Regions from separate parts of the Zea mays genome. Here region 2 is linked to region 1. A link is a contact called in public Hi-C data. All regions are on one chromosome and are shown on one strand. Each heading gives the region's core, a stretch centred on a gene start, on an enhancer-like site or on the middle of the called end of the contact. The rest is flanking DNA. Distances are from core to core; before and after follow the strand shown.

Region 1 (2,747 bases), core at 146-2,645:
CTACGCATGCAGTGTGCTGTGGAACTAAATTATATCTTAATATGGTTTGTTCATTTATTTATCACATGTTTTAGCACAAAAATATTGCTTTTGGTAGAACTATAAGATGGGCAAAAAATAGGTCATCATGAGTATTTTACTTGAACCGATTTATTAATTAGTTGATAGATCTATTTCTTCAATTAAAAATCTGTTAGAAAACATCACATTTTTTTTACTTTTTTATACAACTGAGACACTGCAGATATGCTACAGTGGTATCATCACTAAATCAGAAAACCTCTGCATAATGGTAATGGTACAAGTCATTTTAGTTCTAGTACATACAGACACACAAATGTTACTTTTATGTGGTTCAACTCAACTAATACCAAAAGGGCTTTTTTTTTACGTGGCACCCTCAGTGGAAGAATATGTGTTTTGTGAATTTGAGTATTGTTTCTGTTGAAGGTGCGTTTGTGACAATTTTTTGCTATGCTTAGGATAATTGCTGACATGAGATGGAAGCAAAACCTTTTCACTTCCAGGGGAAAGGAAATAAGCACCAGTTCCTAAAAAGTTTGCTACACTGCATACATGGTTTGTGATTCTGAATGTACATATGTAGCAAGCAAATCATGGATTAGCATTAAGAATTTCTGAATGGTCAATCAACTGTCATAACCCACCAGGTAAAAGGTTCATATCAAGAGAAGAAAGGGTACATTTTTTTCTCAGTTTGTAGAAAAAAACCTGCAGCGACCCATTTATAATACCCGTGAAGCATCTAGAAAAGGAAAATAAAAATGATTGGACATTGTCGACATAATTGAAGGTGCAGGTATAAAGCATGGCATCGTTATGGGTTACCTAAAGCAAGCACCAGTATCCACTTAAGACTTCAGAGCCAGATGTCTATTCCTTTTATCAAAGAATAAGATGCTAAAGGTAATAATGCTTAGAGCATACTAAAATCATCACAGTAAAGATAGCCACAAATGTTTCTCCCCTTTTGTGTGAAACATGAGAAAACATATCGTTACACATATTTCTTCTGTATAAACGAGGTAACAAAGAAAAAGAACAGCTTTGTTGTTTTATGTCAAAATGATTGAAGTCAACCCACAGAGCCAACATATAAGAGACAAGCGTTATTCTGAACCCATTATAAACAAAGCAGTATCAACAATTCCCTACTATAATATGTTACTCAAAGCAATAACCAAGAGAAGCAAAATTTCTTAGCACAGTCTGAGCACAAACCTAGTGATGATAGGATCTATAGGATTCTCTAAAATCACATGCACCACGTCATGTGACCGCACAACTGATTCCACTTCTATTTATTTATTTATTGAGAGGGAAGAGCTTGTCCTGTTGCCTATAAAAGAGTGGCTAAAGACAGCAATTCAGCACAAAGCATAAGACATAGTGGCTTCTTCTCCCTATAGCTACCTTCTTCCTATCAGGCTGGAGTTCATCAAGGATTTGAACCTGGAACTGGAGCCCACAAGCACACAGAGGAGGAAGAACACCAAGACTGGTTCCCAACCTATCCAAGGTAGAAGCGAGCAACGTTAGTGTGGTAGTAACATGGTGACTGTGAGAGAGGAGATGCGTAAGGGGCCATGGACAGAGCAGGAGGACATTCAGCTGGTATGCACTGTCCGCCTGTTTGGTGACCATCGTTGGGACTTCATTGCTCAAGTCTCAGGTTTGAGGGGTTGGAGAACTACAACTTAGGTAGCTATTTTGCTATCCTTAGCGCAAAGTCGCAAACACGAATGTCTTCCTGTCTAACCAGCCTTCTTCATACTATACATTCTCTATGTTCATGCAGGCCTCAACAGGACAGGAAAGAGCTGCCGCCTGCGCTGGGTGAACTATCTTCACCCTGGCCTCAAGCATGGCCGCATGTCACCACAAGAAGAGCGCATTATCATTGAGCTCCATGCTCGGTGGGGGAACAGGTTTGATTTGAAGAAGTTTTTCTAGACAGCAGTTTTTCTCGGTTACTAAATTTAGGTGAAGATGAAGCTCATTCAAATTCTCCATATGTAGGTGGTCTAGGATAGCAAGGAGGCTGCCAGGGCGCACAGACAATGAGATCAAGAACTACTGGAGAACACACATGAGAAAGAAGGCACAGGAGAGGAAGATGGGCATGCCATCACCTTCATCCTCATCCTCCTCACTGACATACCAAACCTGCCTTCTTGACACCATTCCAGTCATTGGGATGGGCAGTGGTGACACTCACAATGGTAGCTGTGTCACCAGCACCCTCGAGAACACACAGAGTGTCATGGATGGATATCCCATGGATCAGATATGGAAGGAGATTGAGGCACCACATGCACCTAACTTGCTGAGTATTGCTGAAGGGAAAGAGAAGACGTGCAGCAGTAGCCCCTGTCATCTACCATCACCTGTAATGTGGGACTACAAATGCCCTGAGATATTCTGGAAGATGGGAGATCAAGAAATCATGATGTGATGGAAAATGAAATCAAGATGTTGGCTGCACGATTTGGTTATGGGCTTATGGTAAATAAGGCCATCGCTATTGAAGGCTGAAGGAATACATCTATATTGGTCAGGCCACTCAGCTATCTGCCTAGCAGATTTGCAGTATTTGTACTTCCTAACTATGCTTGCATTAGTATGCAGTATTTTTAAATCTAGTGTAACACTGGTGGTATGCTCATAATGTATGTATCTATGTAGTTTGAAAAATAGTTTGTATCAGTTTGTGCAATAGTGTGGAC
Region 2 (2,776 bases), core at 12-2,511, 210 kb after region 1:
AAGCTGATGGTGCTGCCCAACCTCTCTGAGACAATCGAAAGGTAGTACTCTTGATCATGTGGCACAAATGGCTCGACGATGAAGGTCGTGATTGGAGCCTTGCAGCCACCCATCTCAACCTGAAAAATTAATGGATCACATGACACAAAATCAACTCATGTAGCATGTCTGGAGGACAGGTTATTTTTCACACAAGCAACTACTATACCTCAACCCCCAGCCGCTCCTTGACAAACTCCTTGACTTGATTGAAATCCAAGTTGAGAGCCACGAGGCCGCTCTTCCCACGCTTCCCGAACAGCATATCAGGCTTCACCACTAGCTTCATGGTTGACAGCCATGGCTGCTGGCTCACAAGCTCCGCGAAGTCCGTTGATTGCGTGATCTATCATTAAGCAAGGCACAGAAATTCAGTCTTGACTTGTTATTATCATCTGACGACATGACACTGTGTCCAATCATCAGTCCTAGAATAAGACTGGAACCACCCAGAGTCCAATTTTATACTAGAAATTGAAACCGGTGATCATGGATGTCTTTGTAAATGAAGTTACTTAAAAATACCCAGATACCCCCAGATTCAACAATCTGAGCGCCCCTGTCACTGTCCTACGGATCCAAGCTGCTTCAGACTACTTTAGACTGGCCTGAGTAAAGCAAATGACACCGCACGGGCAAACAACCAGCAGATCCGGCAAAATAAACAGTTCTACTCACCTACTGCCACTGGACTGCAGCAAGCAACGGTAGCTCATATCGATTGGATACAAAAGTAAAAGAAAAAAAATCGCACCTTTTCCCATGTTTCTCCTTCTCTGTCTGTCTAGATCCCCATACTATATAGGGGTAGTTCGTAACACGCCACATTTTCTACCGATTGACGCAACGGTTCAGTGATAATAAAATCATAGGAATGCGGCTGCTTAAATCCGTCGGGCCGGCCGCTCATGAAAACCGGATCTTTGCACCGCCCGAAGCCGGATCACGTGAACCGAGACAACACGGCGACAGATCCAGTGCGGAGAGGAACGCCGGTCAGACAGAAAGGGGGTGGGAGGGAGGGAGGCGACGCGGACGGACTGACCTGGGCGGAGAGGATGGTGAGGTCGATGCCGGCGAGGCGCTTGAGGTGCTCCCTGAGGAGGCGCTTGGAGTCGTACTCCCGGATCTTCTTGCGCGCCATGGCGACGGAGGGAGGGAGTGGAAGGTTGGTGACTGGCGCTGGGCGTGCCGGGGGAAGAAGAACAAAGGACTGGTTTTTGTTTATGTAGAGAGAGATTCAGAAATGCATGGGTTAGATGGGATCTAAGTAGTGGTCGTTACACAGAAATGGACATGGATTTTAACCCTTTTTTTTTAAAAAAAAACATAAGCATCACAGCGCTGCAGTGCAGTGATAGATATAAATAAATATTACGAAATAGTAATTGTCCATCTTAATTAACATTATGTGTGTTGAAGTAGTATTATTGTACATGGACAAGTCCTCTCTTCCTTTTGTTTTGCTTTTTTGAAAGTCCAAAACTGTGTTCCTAGGGGAGAAAATTGGGGTGGGATACTAGTACTGCACAAGATTGTGTGCAATGTGTCAAACACTACGTGCGGGTATTAATAACTCGTGCTTTGACCTCGTGGTGAAGGAAGGAAGGAATGGTTAGACCTTCTTTGGAAAAAAGAGAAAAAGTGAAGGAATTTTGAAAGATTAAAAACTCTATGCAAAAATTTCATATATTCTTTTGGAACAAATGATTGAGTTGTCATAAATCCTATAAAATCGAGCCTTGTAGTGAGATTTTGGAGGATTTTTAGAGCTAACTTGGTAACCCTATTTTACCAAACGAAATTAGTTTATTTTCTTTTGGAAAATTAGAAATGTCAAACATCCTTTAACATGAGGTCCAACCTCTTGAAATTTTTTCTATGGAATCCTTCATGACATACAACTCTATTTCTATAATTTTTCTCATCACTATGTTTTAGTAATACTCCTTTCCAAAGGAGGCCTTAGTTTTGAGGTGCATTGCAAGTGAAGGGAAGACGAGTTTGGTGGCAGGTGAATGGAATGGGCCTGCTGACCGGTAGATGCATGCTTGGTTGGTGTCAGTTGGTTGGGCAGCTGCTGCTTGCTCTTCCTTCGTAGCCACACACGCAACCTACACCCAACACGTTGGTGAATGGTGATGGTGATGGTGATGGTGATGGTGATGCCTCCCATGGCCGCAACCAGTGCAGGTGGTCCGTGGGCCGTCTCGGCCTTTCGGCCAGTTCAGGTGCAAGATGAACGGACAAATGAGTGAGGTCCAATTTGGTTTTTTTTTTCACAAGGATTCGGCCCAATTTCTCGTGATACAAGCTTCAACCCAAATATTCCGGATGGCTTTTCCGAATACAATAGATAGTAAAAAAATTGCATGTAAGCTTTGGTGTCATAAATATAGTTAAGAAACTATATATAGAGATGATCCCTTATCCAATAGACCCGCCTTTTGTTTTTTAAAAGAAATCACATACAAATAGGAAGAAAGCAAGACCAACAATTCGTTTATATATATATATATATATATAGTGTGATTTAATATGGTGTAATGTTTCTCATCCTAATGACACCCCAAACATACATTCTTCTTCCACGGCTGGGTAGCCAAACAATCCCACAACATTAAAATCCTAATGCCTTCCTAATCATTGTTCCCGCTTTGCAACTAACATTTCCATTTCCCGCCACACTCTCCCGCGCAGGCGCAGCACCCCTTCTTCTTTCCCTCCACTTGCCGCT

Evidence for each region. A called contact is a pair of places that touch in the nucleus more often than the background predicts.
Region 2: a contact with region 1 is called in a Hi-C map of tassel, with 1.9 times the contacts expected there. The contact joins the promoter of LOC100273868 here to the promoter of LOC100283510 in region 1. A contact is called at or near these places in 2 of 25 Hi-C or Micro-C datasets (ear and tassel).

What each region holds. Positions count from the first base shown.
Region 1 is chr4:1,836,404-1,839,150 of Zm-B73-REFERENCE-NAM-5.0, forward strand. LOC100283510 (MYB59) reads left to right here and starts at 1,396. Exons shown (of 3, transcript NM_001412556.1): 1 at 1,396-1,722; 2 at 1,820-1,949; 3 at 2,041-2,747. The coding sequence starts at 1,894. The coding sequence ends at 2,476. All of the region lies in intron 2 of LOC103652679 (a long non-coding RNA gene), which reads right to left.
Region 2 is chr4:2,045,175-2,047,950 of Zm-B73-REFERENCE-NAM-5.0, forward strand. It overlaps LOC100273868, which reads right to left and starts at 1,262. Exons shown (of 11, transcript NM_001148264.2): 1 at 1,085-1,262; 2 at 209-385; 3 at 1-119. The coding sequence starts at 1,183. It overlaps LOC100277820, which reads left to right and starts at 2,556. Exons shown (of 21, transcript XM_020551456.2): 1 at 2,556-2,776.